2 separate regions of the Oryza sativa genome follow, and region 2 is linked to region 1. The links are chromatin contacts, called in public HiCAR-type maps. All regions are on one chromosome and are shown on one strand. Each heading gives the region's core, a stretch centred on a gene start, on an enhancer-like site or on the middle of the called end of the contact. The rest is flanking DNA. Distances are from core to core; before and after follow the strand shown. Region 1 holds the start of LOC4348759 (N6-adenosine-methyltransferase non-catalytic subunit MTB). Region 2 holds the start of LOC9267624 (protein ENHANCED DISEASE RESISTANCE 2).

The links. HiCAR-type assays count read pairs that join an accessible place to other places.
Region 2: a HiCAR-type map of leaf shows a contact between it and region 1, with 4 times the contacts expected there. The contact joins the promoter of LOC9267624 here to the promoter of LOC4348759 in region 1. A contact is called at or near these places in 1 of 15 Hi-C or Micro-C datasets (leaf) and 1 of 4 datasets of contacts at active chromatin or transcription factors (leaf).

What each region holds. Positions count from the first base shown.
Region 1 is chr10:16,862,823-16,868,547 of ASM3414082v1, forward strand. LOC4348759 (N6-adenosine-methyltransferase non-catalytic subunit MTB) reads left to right here and starts at 3,599. Exons shown (of 8, transcript XM_026020834.2): 1 at 3,599-3,875; 2 at 4,162-4,232; 3 at 4,608-5,725. The coding sequence starts at 4,672. It also overlaps the pseudogene LOC4348757.
Region 2 is chr10:17,315,350-17,321,074 of ASM3414082v1, forward strand. It overlaps LOC9267624 (protein ENHANCED DISEASE RESISTANCE 2), which reads left to right and starts at 2,686. Exons shown (of 22, transcript XM_015759172.3): 1 at 2,686-3,044; 2 at 3,377-3,636; 3 at 3,736-3,789; 4 at 4,194-4,259; 5 at 4,515-4,621; 6 at 5,400-5,473; 7 at 5,578-5,694. The coding sequence starts at 3,406.

The DNA.
Region 1 (5,725 bases), core at 2,349-4,848:
AATCGGCGGAGCCCGCGCACCGCTGGCGAGAAGGAAGCTCGGACGGAGGACGACCTCATCCTCCACCTCATCGCGGGTGGCCTGCAGCTTGGCGGTCCCCCATCAGATGGCCTCTAGCTTCAACGATGATGACACTGCCACACTGTCGGGCGTCGTCGAGTGGGGCGGAGCAGGCAAGCCAGCAAGGCGGTGGCGCGCGAAGCCGGCAGGTGGCGGGTGGCGAAGCCGGCGGCGTGGAGCGGGCGGGTGGGCGTGACGCGCACCACCTCTTCCTCTTCCCCATCTCCTCCATCTTCGTGCCGCCGTCCCTCGCCACATCCACCGCCGCCGACGGCTGGATCCAGGGCGGCACCGTGCCTGAGGGCGGCCCCCACGCTGCTCCGCACCATCAGCCCCGACGGAGAGCCGCGCGCTACCCACGGTTGGCCGACAGCTGCGCCCCCACACCGTGCCGGGGCAGCCCGCCGTTAGCCGCGGCGCCAAGAGGGAGGAACGGTCGCCCCTACCTCGCCTTCTCCCATGGCGGTCAACCCCCACCTCGCCTTCTCCCGCCGCCCTCGCCACCTCGCTAGACAACGGCTGTGGCCTCTACTACCGCTGCTTCCTCTTCTCTCATGTCACCCTCGCTGCCGCGTGTCGCCGGCCACCGTTGCTCTCTTCCCTCCCATTTCGCCCCGCCGACTGGCCTGCGAGAAGACAGAGAAGAGAGAGAAAGGGAGAGGAAGGGAAGGAGAGAGGATGATGGCGTGGCATCCTGACATGTGGGGCCCATGTGGGTCCCATGCTGAGTCAGCTGCCATATCGGCCAAAACCGGATCAAAACCGCCGAGGGACCTAGTTTGCACTGGTTTTGTAAGATAAGGAATGCGTTGTATCTGGTTTTGCAGTTCAAGGACGATTTTGTAAATCGATGACAACTTGAGGGACCTTGGGTGTACCTTTTCCTTTAATCCCATGGGTCCTCCAGCCCGCCCGTCGTGGTGTCCTCTCCGCGGCCCACAGCCTGACCCCGTGTTTGGGCTCATGGCCATGTTATCTGGGCGGCCCAAAAATGCGGCTCTGTTGGATAGGCCTAAGAATCCACACTTTCCGTGCCCTTCAGCCCACAGAACAATTGGTCGCATCTACGCGGTCCATTACTAACGGCCGGCACATCTACTAACCCGTTTAGGCCCATATAACTATAAGTAACATGGCGTGGCCTGCGCGAACCCACATTCTGCCCAAGGAAAAAGTACACCGAAGGTCGGACTTGTCATCGAGTTACAAAATCATCCTCCAACCGCAAAACCAGATACCGGACGTCCCTCAACAAACAAAACCGTTCACTTTTGATCCTCATGTGATTTTGACCCGGTTTTGTATGACGTGACGGCTGAATCAGCGTGAGACCCACGTGGGCCCCACATGTCAGAATGCCAGGTCATCTCTCTCCTCCCCTCTTCTCTCCCTTCCTCATCTCTCTTTGACTCCTCTCCAATTTGATGGCAGCGACGGGCGACGCCGCAGCGGTGGGGAAGCAGCTGCGGGCGGGAAGTGGGGGAGGGGCGGCGGGGGTAGGAACGACGTGCGGGATCCCCCGCCGGCCGCCACCCACGAGGTCCACGACCACGAGGCGGCATGGGCAGCGTCAAGTTCGGCTGCTCCACTGCGACGGGCCGACTCGTTCCCGGGCGACAGGCTGGTCGGGCTCGGCGGCGGCGCGGTCTCCCTCGTGACGTAGCTCGGCGGCGCGGCATCGCTCGGCCAGAGATTCTCCTACAGTCGTACTGCCTCGTCCCGCACTCCGTCAACACCTCGTCGGCGCTCAACTTCGGTGCCCTCGCCAACGTCACCGAGCCCGGAGCGGCAAGCACGCCGCTCGTCGTTGGGGACGTGGACACGTACTACACCGTGGTCCTCGACTCCGTCAAGGTCGGCAACAAGACGGTGGCGTCGGCGGCGAGCTCCCGCATCATCGTGGACTCCGGCACGACGCTGACATTCCTCGACCCAGCTCTGATGGGACCACTTGTCGACGAGCTCTCCCGCTGGATCACGCTGCCGCCGGTGCAGTCGCCGGACGGGCTGCTGCAGCTGTGCTACGAGGTGGCCGGGCAGGAGGTGGAAGCCGGAGAGAGAATCACAAATCACATCGATAAACATCTATACTCCATCGTGGAATCTTGTTCAGATAATCACAGTACTTATGTAGAAAGGATAGTAAGATACAGAAATGCAAAAATAAGCTTTGTAAGTGAACAGAACAATCTCAAGCTAAGCTGTTCTTTTATCAGAAGAACAGGATTTCAAGATATTTTGTGGCGCCGGTTTCGCTGTCTTACCTCGCTATACATTCTGTGAGAGATCAAATTACATGACCCATAAATTGTAGAGCAATGCAGGAGTAACACTCCCAGCTGAGAAATTGATTGATGTATAGCACTCCGATCTTCGTTAGGCGATGCAATGAGAATTCAGAATTCTCACCAACAGCCAGCTTGCTAGAATAGAGTATGAGTTACTGATCTTGAATGACCTCTTGTGTACAGCCAGCAGGAAGTGAACCGAACAGGCGAGTCCGGACTTGACGCTGGAGTTCGGACTTGACGCCGGACTTGACGTTGGCGCTGATGCCGGAGAACGCGTTCGTGATGGTGCAGGAAGGGACGCTGTGCCTGGCGATCGTGGCGATAACGGAGCAGCAGCCGGTGTCCATCCTCGGGAACCTCGCGCAGCAGAACATCCACGTCGGCCACGACCTCGACGCCGGCACGGTCACCTTCGCCGCCGCCGACTGCGCGGGGAGCGGCCGGTCGGCGGAGCAGACGAGCGGCGGGCAGGCGCGCCGCAGGAGAGGAAGATGGCGCCGACGGGGATCGGGACGGGGAGAGCGAGGACGTCGCCGCCGTCGTCGTCCATGGCCGCAGATCTTTCGTCCGCGCCGTCAGCGGCGTCGCTGGCGGGTGTGTGTGAGCGCGGGGTAGCGGCGGGTGGAGCAGGCGGTGGTGGGCGGAGCGGGCACGACGCCGAAGACAGCTTCTTCCCGCGCCGGCGCCTCCGGCCGCTTCTCCCTTCTCAAGCGTTGCAGCCGCCGCCACCTCCCTTCTCCCGTGTCGTCGTCGCCGCCGCCGCCGCCTCCCGGGCCTCTCCGACGGTCCAACCCCGAGGTCGCACGCGCCGCCGCCGCCGCCGCCGGACCTCCTCCCCACCCGCCAGCCGCCCTACAGAGAGGAGAGAAGTGAGAGAGAGATGAGGAAGGGAGAGAAGAGGGGGACAGATGACCTGGTATTGTGACATGTGGGGCCCACGCTGACTCAGCCGCCACGTCAGATAAAACCGGGGTCAAAAGCACCGAAGGATGTAAAGTGAACGGTTTTGTTAGTTGAGGAACGCCCGGTATCTGGTTTTGCGGTTGGGGGATGATTTTGTAACTCGATGATAAGTTGAGGGACCTTGGGTGTACTTTTTCCTACTGCCCAAAGCACCCGCACTGTTGGATCAGCCCACGAGCCCGCACTTCCTCCACGGCCTAAATAGCAATGGGCCGACGATTGCCCAAATGTTAACCGGCCCATGGACCGGCCCTTCTAGATCCGTCCTCAACTACGGGGGACCTGCCTGTGCTTGGGCGTGTCCGTACGGTCGCCGCCCGCGGCCGCGCTGCCTCCGCCTCCGCCCCCCGCGCCGCCGCCCGCACGCTCGGCGCGCCGCCGCCGCCCAAACCCTAGCTCCATCTCCCGCTTCCCCCAGCCGCCGCTCTGCTCCCCGCGAGCTCCTCGCCGGACCAAGCCGCCGCGGGCGCCACTCCCCCCCACCGCTAGCCTCTCTCTCTCTCTCTCGTCGTCCGCTCGCCCCGTCGCCGCGCGTCGGTCGCAGTCGCGGTTGCTCCGCAGGTATAGGTTCACATGCTCTTACCTCCAATCACATGTCGCGGTGGATCGCTGGTTCCATGCTCTGAATCACTTAAGCTCAGTGTGCTAATTTTCCCACGGTTGTAGTTGGAGTAAGTTGAGTAAAGAACAAGTACTGGTCGGTGTGATATTTAACTGAAGTAAATCAAGCAATGAAAAGGTTCACCTAACTGTTTAGTCTACCTAGCTTTATTTAGTATGAATCCGGGTATTCTATCCCTCTAAATATGGAAACGGATTCACATAACTCCTAGGTGTGGTTCTGTAGGTGATTCGCCGCCATGGCGTCCGACGTGGCTAGCGGGCGTTGATGATTTACGTGATATAACTGCAAAACCGGTAGCTTGGTTGTCATTATAAATTTGGTATCAATATAATTAGAAGTTTCATGTGGCTATAGAGATGGATTTGATTTTGATTCGTATTTATTACCTCTTGAGATGCACTCATAGTGTAGTGGCAGGGTTGGCTGGCATGCACCCCATCCGCCTGGGTTCGATTCTCCTCGAGCATGCTCACCGGAAATATTTTGCTTCTTTCTTCTTAAAATCATTGACACCAAGCCCTTCCTTGGTGTCCAACTTTTTTATTTATTAGCTCTTCTCTTTTTTGGTGATGATAGCATATGTCTTCAAAGTTGCGGTTAGCGTTTCCGGTCAATAGGGTGTCCAGTTGTGCTGCGTATGAATCCCATATATGGCGTTGTTTCTGCAGGAAATTATAAACTTTCCTGTTGGCTTAACTCTGTTGAGCATATATGCCTTAGAGAGCTTCTGCAATGGAAGGGTCTGATTCTAGTCGAAGTCGTGACAAGAGAGATGCTGATGACGATGTTGATGCTAGGAGCAGTTGGAAGGAAGATGACGAACATGAGGATGTCGAAGACAGAAAAAATCGTTCTGGCAAGTCAACAAGGTACATCTATGATGATGAAGGTGATGAGGATGATTACGATGTAAGAAGGGAATCACGGGTGTCCAAGGTCCCAAGGAGAAGCCCAGAAGAGAGAAGTGAGAGGAGATTGTCCGACGGGTACAAGGACAGAGATGGGGATAGCAGCAGGAGGAGAAGAGAGGACAATAATGATTGGGATTCTTCAAGAAGATCTGGCTCCAGAACTTCCGGTCATGATGTCTCTCGTAGTAAAAGCAGGTCCTCTGATCGGACCAGTTCTGATAGAGCTGATACAAGAGATAGTAGGTCCTCTGCTGATCAAAGTAAGAACAGGAGCGCAAGAGAGGCTCATGATTACAGGAATGAATTGAGTGAAAGATGGGAAGACACTGAGAGGAGAAAGGGTTCAGCCAGAACTGATAAGAATGATCAAGATAGACGATCAATTGATCCAAGGTACGACTCACCTCCAGCTAGAGATGATAGGATAGTTGATTCTGTTGATAATACTAGACAAAATACATTGCATTACAATGCAAAGTCTGAAGAGAGCGATGAGAAATGCATGGATCAAGTGGAAGGTACAAATAGAATAAGTGATAATGTGGAAACAAAGGATATGCTGCCTTATGTAGACAAGGATGGGCATGCATTGTCAAGGGATGGAAGAAACAAAGAAGCTAGACATCATAGAGAAAAGGATGATGGCGACCAAGGTCATTCGGACTCAGATAATGAAAGAAACATAAGCATGAAAGAAAAAATAAGAGTGGATGCTCATGGAGATTATAAGTCCTATAGAGGGAGGGACAGAAATAGAGAGTTGGAAGGATCTAAAGAACATTGGGGGAGTCGTCAAAGGCATGATTCGAAGGAGCCTAACGACTATGATGTTGGTGCAGAATGGAGGCATGGACAAGAAAGGTTAGATGGGGGAA
Region 2 (5,725 bases), core at 1,436-3,935, 450 kb after region 1:
CCGCCCATGAACCCGGGACAGCCTCTTGCGGCCCACTCCAATAAAATCAGCCTAAGCCGGAGGAATCGCTGATGCCGCTGCCGCCGCCGCCGCCGCCGCCCGCTGACGAATCCGAGGCCGCGGCGGTGGCATTCGTCGGCGGCAGCGGCCCTCGTCAGGTGCCGACTACGTGGCCCGAGCAGTTTCACTCGGTGTTTACTATCTTCATTACTGAACCGGCGCCTGCCACCTTGAATCCTTTAGAACACCATCAAAGCTCATCACATGGTGCTGCATCTCTGGGAAATAGATCGAAACACACAGATCATGGCAGAGCTGCATTTAGTTACTAAACCAATGAAGAAAATTAGACTGCGTCACTGCATTCATTCAATAGGAAAGCACATTGTGGCGCCAGGATACTAATCACTACAGAAATTTGAGTGCTTTAATTTCCCTTGAGAAGAATATCAGAGACTTAACAATATTATGCAATGAGGCAAGATTCATGGGATTTGAGTCCAGATGTGCCAATCGAAGCCATCAATGGTTTCGCTGCCGAGTTATACGGCGCCATCGGCCAGCAAGACAACCAGTCATGTGCTCGGATAGGAGGATGCTGATGGGAATAAACATGGCGTGGCCGGTGGCGGCGCCGCTGCGGCCGGCCAAGGACGATGTCGACCTCAGTATCCTCGTGTGAGAGCTCGCCCGCAGCCGCCCCCGCTCCGCTCGGCCGGCTCCGCTCTCTGCCGCCGCCTTCCTGCTCCAGCCGCTCGCCACAGCCCACTGCCGCGCTCACCCGCCGTTGCTCCCCCCTCTGCAACCGGCGACCTCCCGGCGCTCGCCCGCCGCCGCCGCGCTCCTCCCCTGCGCCCTGCCAGTCGCTGGCCCTCCTCCCCGCTGCGTTGAAGATTCTGCCGCCATCCACGCCAGGGGAAACTGGAACACATGAGAGAGGAAGAGAGAGAACAGGGGAAAGAGAGGGAGAGTGGTGACGTGGTCACCCTGATATGTGGGGCCCACAAGGGTCCCACGCTGATTCAGCAGCCACATCGGATCAAACTGGGGTCAAAACCACCGAAGGACCTAAAGTGAACGGTTTTGTAAGTTAAGGAATGTCATATATCTGGTTTTGTGGTTGAGGGACGATTTTGTAATTCGATGACAAATTGAGGGACCTTCGGTGTACTTTTTCCTAAAATCCACGACGGACTCTAGCAGGCCTGGCGCCTCGAATGCGCGTGCGACGTGGGCGGTGTCTGGCATTGCCACGGGCAATGTGGTCGCGTGGAAGCGCGCCACACAGACGTACTCCTTGCTGTTGATTTGAGGAATTGTTTTTAGAAATAATGTGATTTTAATGGAAAATCGTAAAAATATAGGTCGGTGAGACGAAATCGTAAGTTTAGCATTCTATTGAACAACCGTGGGTACCTGTCGAACAACCGCAGTTTGACAGGACCACTTAAAAAAATAAAAAAGTACATGAACAGGGTTGCGCAATGCTCGGCAGTGGCCTATTGAACAGGTACCCCTGTCAAACCATGGTGCTAAATTTGTGATTTCACCTGACTGACCTATATTTTTGCAATTTTCCATTAAAATCGTATTATTTCAAAAAAAATTCCGGATTTGATGGCAGATATGTATCTCGCTGCTTTGAAACGGCCAACTAAAACTGCTGCTTTGAGGGCAAATGTGTACTTATAAAAAACCTAAAAGGCTAGAACTGGATGATTCGTATTCATAGGATGTGTCACATCTAGTATTATATTGGTTTTTATGGGATGAAGGAGTAGCTCGCTAGAATAGTCATGCTGATTTTGGGATGGGTATGTACGGGTTGTTCATCAGCAATGATTTTCCTAATGTAGCTGCATCTGATCGTGCTCTCAAGGGATCATCCTTTGCTTTGAAGGCATCATCGATTAAATTCTGAAGAAACTTCAAGATTTGACTAACTCAAAAAGTCAAAATCTGCAGTCACCATCTCTGCACTTGACGAGGCGAGTGGCGCGGTCGACACAAGATGATGAGGTTGCCAGTGACCTTGGGGGTCAAGGGTCCCGCTGTGGTTGGTCTTCTCGACAAGGAGGAGGCGCTTGATCCAAGCGACGACCTCGTGCGACAAGGGGATAGACAGCTTTGTTGAGGTTGATGACACCGTAGTGGAGGTTCTCAGTGATGGGCTGCTTGAACGGGGAGTGGCTGGCGTGGAACGAGGTGTAGTGGTCGGTGCGGACGATGAGGTGGGAGAAATGGGGGTGCCGCGGGCGGCTAGAGGGCGCCTCTGCGTGGGTGAGTAGGAGGAGCGCCGGCGTGAGGCAACGAAATCTTCCTGTGGATGTGCCACTTACATGTGGCCTTCACATGTTTTTTTTTAATTCTCTTCTTTCTGACTGTCATGAGACCTATTTTGTATGGTTCTGAACATTCGATGGGTAAAGATATCTTGTATAGGGGTTAGGGACGTTATACAAACTTGACGTAAAGTTGAGGAATGTCAAGTGGACTTATCCGCGGAGCCCATCTTACCAGCCCAGCAACACTGGCCACCTGGCGCCGTGTCGTTGCCGGTGCGCATATGGCAGTTGCCGGTCTCCTCCGCTGCCTCGCGCACACAGCCCACTGTCGTCGTGGGCCCCACATGTCCGTGACCCCGCAACGTCTCCACCTTTTCGGCCGCGGCTTCCGCCGGAAGCCGGAGCACAGCAGAGAGAGAGGCAGGTGGCACGTGCTTCTCCTCGTCCTCGTCTCGTCTCGTCTCCTCTCCGCCTCTTTCCGGGTTGGACTTGCCCACTCTCTCTCCACCCCCCCAACCCACCTCGTCGCTGCGCCGCGCGGCCTCGACGTGGCCGCCACCGCCGCCGCCGCCGCCACCGACGCAGCGGGGGCCCCAGATCTGGACGCTCTGAGGCGTCGCAGCCGAGCCGCCGCCCGTCTCGGGGACCTGCCGCGCTGCTGTCCTGGTAGGTAGGCCCGCGCCACGGTGACTCGTCGTCGGCCCCAACGAAAGGCGGCGGCGACCGCCCCCCTCCCTCCGTTCGCTGCTGGTCTGAAAGGTGTGGATTGATTTCTTTTGCTCTCTAAGGTGTTTGGTGGATCGTTATCATGTGCTTGAGGGGTTGTTCGGGATGCTGGTTTCGGTTGTGCTAGTTTGGGCAATCTCCTCGTATTAATTTACTTGTGTGATGCTGCGGGGTAGATGGGTGTTAAACGTTAGTAGTTGGTATGTGTCCTGACACTTTGGTAATCTGGAAGAGGATGCTATGATGCTGTGAAGTAAATGTTGTGCTTAACAAGGACTAGTTGGATCGAATTCAGTTGTTCAGGTTAGTTTTTCGGTACACTGATTGCATAATTGACCTATGCAATTGCTTCATTGCGATTGCAGCATTGTTGTATTGGAAGCGGGGGTGAGGGATGTCGTCGTCTTCGTCATCCGTAGTATATGAGGGGTGGATGGTCAGGTATGGTCGCCGCAAAATTGGGCGGTCATTCATCCACATGCGCTACTTCGTGCTGGAGACCCGGCTGCTGTCCTACTACAAACGCAAGCCCCAGCACAAGATGCCCAAGCTCCCCATTAAGTCCCTTCACATCGACGGCAACTGCAGGGTTGAGGACCGGGGCCTCAAGATGCACCATGGCCATGTACATCTCTTCTCTTCCGTGCTCTTGATTCCTAATCCTCACTGTAGCCTTTGCATTCCATTCCATTGATTTTCTTTGCTTTCATTTTTCGTCTTGCAGATGCTTTATGTTTTGTGCGTTTACAACAAAAGGGAGAAGCACCAGCGCATCACGGTTAATATTTCCCTCATTCATCCCTTACTCATTGCACCAAGCATAATAATCATAGTTTTTGTTTTTTTACTTCCACTGCATTTGCACATATGTCATATAGTAACTTCTATTTGGTCTGTCTCTCTCATATGATATTCACATAGGGAGGAATTTCCTTTACGTTGGAAAAGAAAAATAAAAGAGGTGGAAAATCTAATGTTTCTTTTTCCAGCACAAACAAACAGAAGACATGCTTTGCCTTTTTTAGTGTGTTTAGTATACCAACAATATAATCCACTTTTCTTTATTAAGTACCATTTTGTTTTGGCCAGGTATTCCCCTTTTTTGGCATGGAGAGAGGGCCTTGCATCTTACTTTCTAAATAATCTAATGTTCCTCATTCAGTCTTGCATAACTTGTACCAGATGGCTGCATTCAATATCCAGGAGGCTTTAATTTGGAAGGAAAAAATTGAGATGGTCATTGATCAGGTTCACCCGGCGTACTTTGATTCTTACCTACATCTCTGTTTTAGTTAATTGACTTCATCGTTGCTCCTTCATGGAAGCACCAAGCACATGCAAACAAACACACAACACACTTACTTTTGGCACTTAGACACCTATTTTCAGACTAGTGTGTAATGCTGATTTTGGATCGATGAAGAACTTTTTCCCACATCCTTTCACTACTATTTCTTAATTAGATACTCTTTACCACACATTGATTCTTTTGAATTAATGCAGCAACAAGGAGTGGTGGCGTCTGATGGTAATCTAGCCCACAGCTCATCGCAACAAAAAGTGAGCTTAGAAAATGGAAGGAAATCTTCTTTCTCTGATCATGAAAGTCTGTAAGTGGATGACTAACATGTTTCTTTTGCCTATTACATGCATATCTTATCAGTACTCTTCTAGTCTTTTTTTCTTATCTTAGTTTCTTCTATTGTACCCCTACATTATCTTTTCTACTTTCTGCTGTTAAACTTCCATGTTGACTGTTGAGCGCTTCACCAACAACAAAGCATGTATTGGTATCTATTTCTGCTGAGAACATATGTATCGATAATCTTAGTTCCCGATTTCCAAGTTACCAATATTTGGCATGCATCTTTTATATCTTATTGTGAGAGATGATGCTAGCGTTTCTACTACATGCTTTGACAGGGTAGCCTTCTTTAAAATAAAAAAATCATACTGGAGTGAGGAATCAGTTAGACAATTACGGAATTTATGTGGTGTCTTATGAGATTGCACCATGTAATTTGATCAGTTTATTTGTGTTAAACAACAAAAAGAAGGAACAATGTCTTGAATCTTCTAGCATTTAGTTTTCCCAATAGTTTTTGGCATTGTAAAGTTCAAACATATAGTTTTATCGTGGTTGAAGAAAGAACAGCAACCTGATCTTGAAACCATATAAACTGCCTTAATTGTTTTGCTAGACATCAAACATTTGAGCTTTTTGTAGCTCCATTATAAAAAATATATTTGAAGTTTTCAGGTTTGTTATACATATTAGTCACATCGACTGATGCTTATGTGTAACTTTGTTTCATTTGTTCAAGTATAGCCTGTTGTGATTATTATTTTTTTATCAAACTGACATGTCCCCTTATTATGTTCTGTCAGGTACAGCCATGAAGAGGAGGAAGAAGAAGAGGACAATCAACGATCATTAATGCGAAGAACGACGATTGGAAATGGTCTGTGAGATGGTGTTGTGCATGACTTGTCTTCTTCCTTGCATCATTTTTTTTTCTAGTTCAAAGTTCAAACTGGGAAATTGTTCTATTGTTGTCATTTGTAGGTCCTCCAGAATCGTTATATGATTGGACCCGTGAAAATGATTTGGGAATATCAAATCAGGGAAGTCCTGATCATGTTTTCTCTAGAAGACATTGGCGCCTTGTCAGATGCCAAAATGGCAAGTACTTATATTATGTCATTTACCCTGT